Regions from separate parts of the Mus musculus genome. Here regions 1, 2 and 3 are each linked to region 4. A link is a contact called in public HiChIP or PLAC-seq and promoter capture Hi-C data. All regions are on one chromosome and are shown on one strand. Each heading gives the region's core, a stretch centred on a gene start, on an enhancer-like site or on the middle of the called end of the contact. The rest is flanking DNA. Distances are from core to core; before and after follow the strand shown. Region 1 holds the start of Dlx4os (distal-less homeobox 4, opposite strand). Region 2 holds the start of Dlx3 (distal-less homeobox 3). Region 3 has its middle 8.1 kb from the start of Gm11545. Region 4 holds the start of Col1a1 (collagen, type I, alpha 1).

Region 1 (2,700 bases), core at 134-2,633, 210 kb after region 4:
CCATTGTTCTTGGACCAAGCTAGGGAAGGCATATGGAAGACAGGTCCACCTTATTGCCAGACAGGTCTCCCAATAAGGACAGGTTCTTCCTCTCCAGTCCCAAAATGCACACTGTCTGTCCTCATGTGCACACACAGGACGGATAGCAGGTTGCCCGACTTGTCCTCAAACTCAGGACCCCCCTTGCCTTTACTTCCCCAGTGTATATTAGTATATCTAAAAAGAAGAGTCCAAGCGGTTCCTTTGTAGATCTGTATGCAAAACTCTGCCACTCAGACGGACTGTCCCTCCTCCAAGGAGACCCAGCAACCTAGCAGGCCCACCCCCACTCTGCTCCAGAAAGCTGTTAACTTTCTGGGGTCCTGAGAAGTTCCTAAAGTCCCCTTTCCTGGCTCCGTCCATTGAGGAAAGTGAACTTGCCCTGGTCCAGGAGCCTGGAAAAAAAAGTTGTGTCCTGGATCTATCTATATGCATTCCTTCTATCTCAGTTTCTCCAACCATAGAACAAGGAATGTGAGCCTCTATTCTAATGTGGTTTTGGTTGGGGGTGTATGTGTCATGAATTTATGCCAGAATGACCAGGGAAAAGGAGAGAAACATCTTGGTTTGGGGCTGATTATGTGAAGTCACATCACAGACTTGCGCATCTTCGAGGACTATGCCAAGAACAATTGGACCATTTTGATGTTCAAGGAGTCAGTGGGTCTATGGAGAGCATCCTCGTACTGCCAGCCAGGGTCTGTCAGTTGGGCTGTGCATAGGTCGGAGCTAGGAAGGCCAGCTGCTCCCCTGTCTTCACCGAAGCCTTCCAGTGGAGCTCAGATTTGCTGCAGGCAACCGAAGCTGGGTCTAATGTATCCCAAAGTTAAAGGTGGAGATGGTAAAGATGTCTTAGGCACAAGGCAGAGGAGGCCAGGGAAAGAGCTGGAGACTGGTAGACCAGCCTGTAAGTTTATTATTTGAGCAACAGTTGGTGGGGGTCTTATACCCAGATCCTGCAGGGTATAGGCACCTCCAGGAAAAGGGGGTGGGGCCCAGGAAAGGAGAAGGAACCCAGCCTAGTTGTCTACCTATCTCCAACTGGAAACTGATTTCTGTTTAGTAGTGTTTGATTTATATACTGGTTTCTGAGACCAGAACTCAAAAGGGATGATGTCGGAACGGAGTGAAGGATGAGGAGAATCACAGGGAAGGGGTTAGATCTCCACCTCTCCATCTGGATTAGGGCAAATTTCCGTTACACAGGTACTCACACAGCTCCACTGCTCCAGGGGGTGGGGTAGGGAGCCCTCCCGCCTGGCTTTTCAAAACTGCAAATCGAAACCAGGTCGAATTTAAAAAGGAGACCTAGATCAACTTGCCTCCGCTCCTCCCCCATCCTTCGCCCTCCCCCTACCGCAGATTCCTGGGTATCGGAGAGAGAAGCGTTTGAATCCCTCTAGTTGCGCGCAAGCAGAAGAACGCGAAATTTATGCAAAGACAACCCAGACCCCAGAGGTGAGGAGAGCCGCCGCGGTCACACTTACCTGCTTCGAGCTCCTGCGGGTGTTCAGCCGGCCTGTGAAAGGGCTGAGATGGCGCCACCAATTGTTGCTGGCGGGGCAGGTAGGAGTCTCCTGGGGTTGCCGGCCCAGGGTGGGAATAGGACCGGGGGTGGCCGTAGGACTGGGAGTAGGACAAATCGGGAGAAGCTGCGGTTCCCGGGGATAGTCCGAGCGGGTAAGCAGCCACTACCGACAGGGCGGGGGCGAGGTCCGGGAAGACAACGTTGGAGGCACCACGGTCAGGAAGGGGACAGGGTAAAGAGGTCATTGCGGCCGGTGCCGGGCCACAGGGCCTAGGTCATGGCCCGCACGCTGTCTACTCTTTCTGCCAGCTCCTTTCAAAGTCTCCAGCTCCAGCAAGCCACTCTTACACTTCAGATGCCTGGAAAAATGTCTCTCTGAGCCTCTTCCGGCAGAGAACTCGCACCCGGGAAAGGGTTTTTTGGGGTACCCCGTGGTTTTACCCTTCCCCATCTTTTCCTCTGGGTTCGGTTCCCGGGACCCCAGGGGTCCCCCGCCCACTTAGACACCCCGGATTGGCTATTCCTTGGTGACCTCAAGCTGAGCCCGCCCCCCACCCCTCGTGTTAGCGTGCACCGGGAAACGGGAGGGATGCGAGCTCCGGACCCCACATCCCTGCATCAACTCCGAGTTCCTGGGGAATCGGTAGAGTCAGGAAGTCTCAGTAACGATGTTCAAGGTGCTAGGAAATTGGGCCTGGGATGGCTAGGGGACGAGGGAAGCTGCGCGGTAACTAGAGACGCTTTGGAGACTCAGAACCTGTGTGCGCGTCGCGCGGGTCTGCATGGCCCCACGCTGCCAGGGCTCTGCGAGGGAGTGGAAAAAGCAGCTAGCCAGCGCCGGCCGCTTATTCAGCGCGTCGGAATGCGTAGCTGCAGAGCGATGGCAGTTTGTTGGTAAACAGACGCTGGGGCCTGGAGGGTGCCGCCTGGCGCCCAGCCTGCCCCGCACGCGCGTGGCGCGCACGCCCCCGCCGAGCGCCCAGAGCCTGGCACGCCGCGACCGCCGCCACTGCGCCTCACCACCCCCAATGCAAGCTTCCGCTTCCGGCAGGGGCCCCGGTTTAGTTGCGACACCACAGCTCCTGCAGGCCCTTGAGGCTGCTGGAGGGAATCTGCTGTCTGGGATTCGCCTG
Region 2 (2,700 bases), core at 170-2,669, 180 kb after region 4:
ACCACGAGGTGGTGCGCTGGCACTGTGTCCTGGCTAGGCAAAGGCAGGGGAAATAGAAGGTTCGAGGTGTGTAGGGAAGGCCTGGGGATGGAGGGGGAAATAAGAATTAAAATTGGGAGAAGCCTCCTTCCTCCAAGGATAGGTTTGGGAGCAGAAGTGGAGATGCAATAGAGAAATGAGATTGGCACCCAGAACAGTAAATATTACCCGGGAACTGGACTTTGAGAGCCAGACAAGACTAGGGGGGTTGGAGATTGCTCCAAGGTGAGAAACATCTTCATTGGGGCCTCCATGGACAGAAGAAATTGAGTGAAGTACATGGCTCCTGTCTATTGGAGATAGATGGATCTGAGCATGTATCTATGCACATTTGGGCATACCCAGCTCACAGGTCGGTCATTCAGGACCCTACACTTCCACTGCCTCACACTACATACAGAGACACACTCTCATGCACACAGGTTCTCACGGGCACTCTTGCACACACTGTATTTTGTGTATTTTGCGGAAGATGTAACATAGATCTTTCACCCCTAACAAAGTCTGTGCTCCTAAGAGCTGTCCCAGACTGAGTGGACCCTGCCTCCAGACTTCCTGAAGAACACAGAAAGCCAGCCTCATAGGGACTGACTGCCTCGTGGCTCTTCCATTCATGAAAGGGCACACATATAGCTGGGGGTACCTCTGTCTTCTAAAGCAGCCCCTAAATCCATACAGCCTTGCTCCAGTAGGGACTTGCAGGCCCAAGGTGTTCTTGCTTGGTGAGACTCTTCCTTCAGAATTTAAAATTTTATATTTCACATCTGCAGTGTCATTAAGATAACATATTAAGCCAGGGCCATACGGAGAAACCCTGTCTCGAAAAAAAACAACAAAAAACAAAACAAAACAAAACAAAAATATAATATATTTATATAGTCCAACCTTTTTTTCCAATTTTAAAAGTGATCAAAATATTTTCATGGACCCTGGGTCTTTGCCACTTTCTGTCTGTCATTTGCATAGACCACACATACATCATTAAGGACCACCTCCTTCCACAAACACCCAATGGGTAAATTCCCCTCCTTCCTCATCTCACCTAAGCCCACCCCTGGCCACTAAAACAGACCGATTAGTAGATCCTGGGGGCTCCGCACAGCCAACCCCTCCGCACATTTGGGGGATTTATCGGAGGTAGAGCATAGGAGGAACACAGTGGCGCTGGGGGGAGTGTGTGTGTGTGTGTGTGTGTGTGTGTGTGTGTGTGTGTGTGTATTAGGGGTAACAACAAAGAGGGTTGAGAGGGTTGGGGGAGCCAGTGAGAAAGCGCGAGCGTGTTTTGCCTCGAAGGCAAGACTTGCAGCCAATCAGCGCGCAGGAGCCTCCCTCGGCGACTCCAACATTGAGTCTATAACCGGCTGGCCGGGCGGAGCTGGCAGCATTTGACTGTGGCTTGGGACGCGGAGAGAGGCACGCAGCGACTGACCGACAGCCGGCGATGGTCTAAGCGCCCCTCGGCCACCCCCTCCCCCAGACGCGACCGCGTCCTGCCCTCGCCCTCTGGACACACACCCCCACCTGGGCTCCTCCGCCCGTTCGGCGCTCCTCGGAGGAGGCCCGGGGTGTTGCGGCGCTCGCCAGCATGAGCGGCTCCTTCGATCGCAAGCTCAGCAGCATCCTCACCGACATCTCCAGCTCGCTCAGCTGCCATGCGGGCTCCAAGGACTCGCCCACCCTGCCCGAATCTACAGTCACTGACCTGGGCTATTACAGCGCTCCTCAGCATGACTACTACTCGGGCCAGCCCTACGGCCAGACGGTGAACCCCTACACCTACCACCACCAGTTCAATCTCAATGGGCTCGCAGGCACCGGCGCTTACTCGCCCAAGTCGGAATATACCTACGGGGGATCCTATAGGCAGTACGGAGCGTACCGGGAGCAGCCTTTGCCTGCCCAGGACCCAGGTGAGGATGCCCGGGTTGTGGAGAGGGTGCGAGGGACTCTAAGGTTCCCAAGCAAGAGGAAGTCTGGGAATAGGAGCTGAAATCTAGGGAAACTCGAGGTTAAGAAATGGAAGCGTTGGAGATTAGAGGAGACCGGGTTAGATGACCTCCAGAGGGGTGAACGACACTCCGAAGAGGCGCGCACTGTGCGCCGCGGTCTCTTGGAGATTCCAGGGCAGCTGGAGCCACCGGGAGCTCCTTCTGAGTGATCATGGGGGCCTTCAATGCTGCCATCCCGCTGGCACTTGAGCCGGAGACGAAAGACGGTCGCCGAGAGCTGGAGGGGAGTCAGCGAGGACTGGAGGTTCCAGGGCCCTTCTTTTGGATGCCGTCAGGGGAAACCCGGAGTAGTGAAAGGCTTGTGGAGAAAGACCCAAAGAAGTCCCAGAAATGGAGGAGAGACTGGGAAGTAGAGATGCGGAGAGAGAAGTGGGGACGGCGAGAAAGAAATGTGGGGGGGGCGGTAAGATAAAGCGCACAGCAGAAAGCAACAGAGGAAATGAAGAAAGGGCGGGGAGGAAAGAAAGAAAAAGGAGGAAAGAAGAGGGAAGGAAGAAAAAGAAAACAGAGAGAAAGGGAAAAGAGACAGAGAAAACGCTTGTACTGTCCTTGCAAATTTTTTCCTGAAACAAATGATCCTGAACTAGAAAGCGTATTAAAAGGAGATGGGGAGGAGGGGGGACAAGAAGTGGGAGACGCCACCGCGGCTAGG
Region 3 (2,700 bases), core at 200-2,699, 180 kb before region 4:
AACAGCAGATGCTCTTAACCACTGAGCCATCTCTCTAGGCAGCTAAAGTTTTTTTTTTTTTTTCCTGTTCAGGAATATCTGGGTGTTTGTCCTCTCTCTGCCTCTTCCACCTCCTCCTCCTCTGCATCACCTCCCCCTCTTCTACTTCTTCACAACTATTTATTTATTGTATCTACAGGAGTACGTTGCCACTGTCTCAGACACACCAATAGAGAGCATTGGATCTCATTACAGATAGCTGTGAACCACCATGTGTTTGCTTGAAATTGAACTCAGGACTTCTAGAAGAGCAATCAGTGCTCTTAACCACTGAGCCATCTCTCCAGCCTCATTTTCTTACTTCTTTAGCTCCCTAAATTGCTCCCTGGAAACTGAGGATGAGACCTTATTTCTGATAAGTTATTGGTTATGTGACACTGTTCTTGGGGATACATGAACAAACTTCTACTTTTCTCAGACAGAGACTCAAAATAAGGACACCATCAAAGACCAACTTGGTGAGCCAGTCAGTTTTATTGTGGTTACTTACAGAGGTATGGGTGAGAGATGATTTATAGGAGGAGAAATGTCTCAAAGACAGCTGCATTACCAAAAGTCCACCCCAACATTGTAACAGCTTACAGAGCCCAGAAACCTGTAGCCCAGTGCACATCATGTGTACAGCTCAACTGGTTAGAGTGTCTCTGTTAGAGAGCTCAGCTGCTAGACTAAGCCTCTTTAGGTAACTTTGCTGTCTGAAAGCAACTTTCAGTTGTCCTATTTATGTATGCTTAAGGAGGAAGAGACCAAAGAATCTTGTCTGTTTCAGTTGTTTACTTCTCTCCATAGAAATTTCTCTATCTTAAAGAGCTTCCAAGCTAAGGTTTAACTTGAAGGAAATTGCCACACAACACAGTCCTAGTACTAAGTAATTACTGTAAGGATCTGGTTGGGGTTGAGTCCTCAGTGCAGAAAGACTGTCCTTTTTTTTTTTTTTTTTTTGGTTTTTCGAGACAGGGTTTCTCTGTGTAGCCCTGGCTGTCCTGGAACTCACTCTGTAGACCAGGCTGGCCTCGAACTCAAAAATCCTCCTGCCTCTGCCTCTCTTGAGTGCTGGAATTAAAGGCGTGTGCTGCCACCGCCCCGCAAGAATGTCCTTATCAGACAGATTTTGCAAAGTCTAGGGTAGAGGTTTGAGAACAGTTCCCAGTTCAGGGACACCAAGGATTGCTGGCCACCACTCCCAGAGCCTCTGAAAGGAGCAACCTGGCCCAATATCTTCATGTCACACCTCTGGTGCTCAGAACTGAGAAAGAACTCCCTTTGATAAGGATTCTGGAGTTCAGAGGCCAGTCTCCTCCAGGTCTTTGCAAACACTGCCCAGGGACCCTTGCTCTTTGCATGTGACATTCTACTTCTCTTCTACAATTAGCTTAATGTTACTTCCTCAAAGAGAACAGACCTGGCCTCCTTCCCTAAGCAGTCTCAGCCCCACCCCCTCCTGGGGGAGCTCTCAAGGGTCACTTCTTTTGGTTTTGTGTCTCAGTACTCAGCATGCACTAGAAGCCCACTCCATGTTGGGTTGTGTGTGTCTCTCTTGGGGACAGGAATGATGTCTGCCTGAGGTACTTCCTACCCTCCAACTGCCACCGCTCCCCTACAGTGTCTGGTATTTTTGGAGGGTCTCACTGAGAACTGACTAAGGAAAGGAAGGAGGAAGGAAGAATATGAAGAAAGTTCACATGCAGTGAAAGGGAAATGACCTAATAGAGCCTCAGGCTAGCGAGAAACTCCTGACTCAGCAGGAGGAAGGATCTGAGCACCTGTCTGACAAGAATATCAACAGTGATAAGAGCTGGGGCAATGAAGGGGGGAGGGGCTTCTGAGAAGAAAGTCAACACTAGATAAAGACCTTCTCTAGCATTTTACAACCCTGAGACTGCAGGAAACTGATCTGAGGATGATACTTCTCTACCACAAAAGTCCCCTTTCTTTTCTTCCCTAAGAAACCCTCAAGCTTCTTGCACTAATCCACTCTGTCTCGCCCCCTGCAGGGAACCTGCTGCCCTTCATGTTCTGATCCATGACCGTCTGCTTCTAATAAAGGGTGGGGTCCCACCTTTCTTTTATTTCCATGTTGTTTCCACCAATCCCCTCCTCTCACCTGAGGACCAAAATTACAGATGGTAACAGGTGTCTCCAGAGCCATTTCCCCCACAAAACAAGTCTGGCTTCTTTTCTGAGCTGCCCTCTGCTGCTGTGGTCCACAAGAAGACAATCACCAAGGTATGATACCCACCATGGACTGGGCATACCTAGTCCCAACTCTGAACTTCCTTGTGACAGTGTCAGGTCCCTCCTTCGAGGGAGCTTGGGTGCAGAGTGGACACAGTGCATGAACACACAGGACAACACAAAGCAAGGCAATTTTAGAATGGGATGGGGCTCCTCTCTCTGCAGCATCAAAGAGGTCTCAGACAGGGGGAAACTGGAGCCTGGATGATGGAGAAAAGCCCTCTAGGTAGGTCCAGTGATGGGGAGTGAGTCCAAGCTCAGGGAAAGATGAAATCCCCTGAGGCAGGCTCTGGCCAGAGACACTTAAAGTTGAGGAAAAAAGCAAGACTGAGCCGGGAAGGGAGAGACCTCATCTTAAGACTTGTTCTCCACAGGCAGAGGTGTCCTACTTGCATCAAGTTGGGGGAAAGGAAAAACCCTCAAGCA
Region 4 (2,700 bases), core at 189-2,688:
TGGAATCTTGGATGGTTTGGAGGAGGCGGGACTCCCTGCTTCCACGTTTACAGCTCTAAAGAAGCCGGTGGGGGAAGTGATACAGGATGTCTATGGGCCCTGCAAGGAGACCCCAGTGCCTTCCCACACCACCCACACAGTTTGACAAGATGAAGTTCCTAAGCAGATTGGACAGAGCACCTTTGCAGGGTGCAGGGAGCACCGGGGAAGAACGGACACTGTCTTTTAGCGACAACTTTAAATATAAGCTGCTGTTCTTGGGGGACTACAGATGACCCTTTCCTGACGGCAGAGGTGGGGAGCAATGGCCAAGATTTTCAGCAAAGAAGTGAGGACATGGGAAGAAACCATTAAATAAAGTCCCTCAGCTACCAAACACAAGTTTCTGCCACACACTGAGTTCACCTAGGTGTCCCCAGACCACATCCAAGTACAATTAGAAAAGAGGGCTCTCTGTAGCTTTGAGAACACCCCTCTATGGCCAAGTACCTTCTACCTGTTCATTCTGCATTGATATTGCTACATAAGAGGGCCTCTAACAAATCTCTGGCTGTGGCCACAGCTGACACAAGACCTTTTTCTAAAACATCCCTGGTCACAGGCTTCCTGCAACAAACTCACATCCCAGTGCTGGGATGGAGGAGGTCAGAGAAGAATTTATACAACATGCCCCAGGCCCCAGCTTTGAGGACCCAGAAAGCCCCCTGCCCACACTGCTGCTCATCACTTAATGCATAAGCATTCTTCTGGAAGGACAAGGATGTCAAAGGTCTCCCCAAGCCTCAGCCTCAGAGCTGTTATTTATTAGAAAGGTGTGTCTGGCATGGCAGAACAGATAGGCACCCCCTTCCTTTCAAACCACCACATATCTGACTCTTAGTATCTGTGAAGAGATGTATAACTGTTCACAAATATTCCTACCCTCCATTCCTGGGTCCACACCATGAGGTGATCCCCTCCCTCCAACAGGCACATCTGCTTAGCTGATAGGTTCTAATCAGATTAATCTAACTTATTCCTTAGTTCTTCCCCAGGATGCCTGAAAGATTACTAGGCATGGCCAGGAGGACCTTTTCCCAATTATTCCTGACACTGATCCCTTTGTAGTGTTTCCCAACTCAGATTCTCAGTTCTACATCCTTCTGATTTGAAGTCCCAGAAAGAAAGTACAAGGGGTATTCTCTACCCACACTCAGTATACTGAGGGCCCAGCCACACTCCAGTGACAGCACCTCTGGCCCATGTAGATCTGGGGGGCAAGGGCGGCAGAGTTGCGGGAGGGGGGGCGCTGGGTGGACTCCTTTCCCTTCCTTTCCCTCCTCCCCCCTCTTCGTTCCAAATTGGGGGCCGGGCCAGGCAGTTCTGATTGGCTGGGGGCCGGGCTGCTGGCTCCCCCTCTCCGAGAGGCAGGGTTCCTCCCAGCTCTCCATCAAGATGGTATAAAAGGGGCCCAGGCCAGTCGTCGGAGCAGACGGGAGTTTCTCCTCGGGACGGAGCAGGAGGCACGCGGAGTGAGGCCACGCATGAGCCGAAGCTAACCCCCCACCCCAGCCGCAAAGAGTCTACATGTCTAGGGTCTAGACATGTTCAGCTTTGTGGACCTCCGGCTCCTGCTCCTCTTAGGGGCCACTGCCCTCCTGACGCATGGCCAAGAAGACAGTAAGTTCCAAACTCTGGGGAGTTTACTACAGCTTCTTGGTATTGCGTTCTGTATAGAGGGGTCCTAGCAGATAAGACTTAAATGGAGGTGCAGGGCTGCTCCAGAGGCAGGGATGGGACGGTGATGGAGAGGAAACGGGATGAGAGAGGTCACCCTGTTGAGCAGATGAGGGGGAGCAGTTCTCAGAAGTGGAGCCTTGCATGAGATGGCCCAGGAAGAAATTTCAAGCACCCATCTGTAGCACAACAGGAAAAGTGGGAATCTGGACACGGGTTGGGGCAGAGTACGTCGAAAATGAAATAAGGCCTCTGGAATAGAGATTCGGAGCTCAAGATGTAAAAGCTATCAAAAAGGCTGCGGGATGATTCATAAGGAAAGATTGTTTGCCCTCTCTGCAGGCTAGACAGTGTTGCTGGGGCCTCCGGGGTGCTGGGCTCTCGGGGGGGGGGGAGGGGACGCACGGAGAGGGCGGGTTGCTGGATGAGAAAGTTTGGCTAGGACTTGACTGGGCGCGGTCCCTGTGCCTCCTGCTGGCCAGCCGAGAGCACTACGAGTCCTGGTACAGCACTTTACAGCGCACAGGCTGAGAAGGAAAACCTGGGTTATTGCGGACCCTCATCTCCAGACTAGGAAAATAAAAGCAGGGATGGATGGGGTAGCTCTGGTCTTTGAAAGAAGTGACCCAGGCCGAGTAAAAGTCGGTCCGCCCCTGCATTGCTTAGTTTTGCCCGCCACCTAGTGGTTGCCTTGATCAGGTCCTGGAGCGGTGGGCGTGGTTAACTCATCATTACTATTTGTAGACTTGACTTCTTTGGCTAAGGAGATTCCAAAGCACTACTGGCTTTGAAGGACCCGGCTTGTCTAGTTAGCAAGTTTTCAAGATTCCTGGGAGCTGGAAATTGGGATGTATCTAACTTTAGGGATACATTTTACTACACTGGACAGGGCTCCACTGAAATCAGCCCCTCCACATTGTAGCCCCGCCCATTCCGCCCCACCTGCCCCGGGAAAGGAGGTGGGACCAGGGCTGAATTTCCCCT

The links. Promoter capture Hi-C pulls out the DNA fragments that hold promoters and counts their contacts. HiChIP or PLAC-seq counts read pairs in DNA pulled down with a chosen protein or histone mark.
Region 1: a contact with region 4 is called in a promoter capture Hi-C map of embryonic stem cells. The contact joins the promoter of Dlx4os here to the promoter of Col1a1 in region 4. A contact is called at or near these places in 1 of 39 promoter capture datasets (embryonic stem cells), 1 of 115 datasets of contacts at active chromatin or transcription factors (pancreatic cancer cells) and 3 of 9 other capture datasets (adipose tissue, embryonic stem cells and pancreatic islet).
Region 2: a promoter capture Hi-C map of embryonic stem cells shows a contact between it and region 4, with 17 read pairs. The contact joins the promoter of Dlx3 here to the promoter of Col1a1 in region 4. A contact is called at or near these places in 4 of 39 promoter capture datasets (embryonic stem cells and stem cell-derived epiblast-like cells), 3 of 484 Hi-C or Micro-C datasets (embryonic stem cells and pre-B cells), 1 of 115 datasets of contacts at active chromatin or transcription factors (pancreatic cancer cells) and 3 of 9 other capture datasets (adipose tissue, liver and pancreatic islet).
Region 3: an H3K27ac HiChIP or PLAC-seq map of microglia shows a contact between it and region 4, with 3 times the contacts expected there. The contact joins the enhancer-like site here to the promoter of Col1a1 in region 4. A contact is called at or near these places in 19 of 39 promoter capture datasets (the C10 cell line, the HPC-7 cell line, HPC-7-derived erythroid cells and 11 more), 3 of 115 datasets of contacts at active chromatin or transcription factors (embryonic forebrain, forebrain and microglia) and 3 of 9 other capture datasets (embryonic stem cells, liver and pancreatic islet).

What each region holds. Positions count from the first base shown.
Region 1 is chr11:95,143,670-95,146,369 of GRCm38.p6, forward strand. It overlaps Dlx4os (distal-less homeobox 4, opposite strand), which reads left to right and starts at 1,384. Exons shown (of 3, transcript NR_040279.1): 1 at 1,384-1,605. It overlaps Dlx4 (distal-less homeobox 4), which reads right to left and starts at 2,132. Exons shown (of 3, transcript NM_007867.4): 1 at 1,527-2,132. The coding sequence starts at 1,812.
Region 2 is chr11:95,118,698-95,121,397 of GRCm38.p6, forward strand. Dlx3 (distal-less homeobox 3) reads left to right here and starts at 1,420. Exons shown (of 3, transcript NM_010055.4): 1 at 1,420-1,949. The coding sequence starts at 1,625.
Region 3 is chr11:94,751,717-94,754,416 of GRCm38.p6, forward strand. No RefSeq gene overlaps it. Among named protein-coding and RNA genes, the nearest start is that of Gm11545, 8.1 kb to the right of the region's middle. Within about 2 kb of position 1,450, at least 37 of the 459 cell types and tissues checked have an H3K27ac peak or open chromatin away from gene starts, as enhancers often do. A contact at or near this core is called in the HPC-7 cell line, hematopoietic stem and progenitor cells, microglia and 1 more, where this site is marked.
Region 4 is chr11:94,934,786-94,937,485 of GRCm38.p6, forward strand. It overlaps Col1a1 (collagen, type I, alpha 1), which reads left to right and starts at 1,439. Exons shown (of 51, transcript NM_007742.4): 1 at 1,439-1,659. The coding sequence starts at 1,584.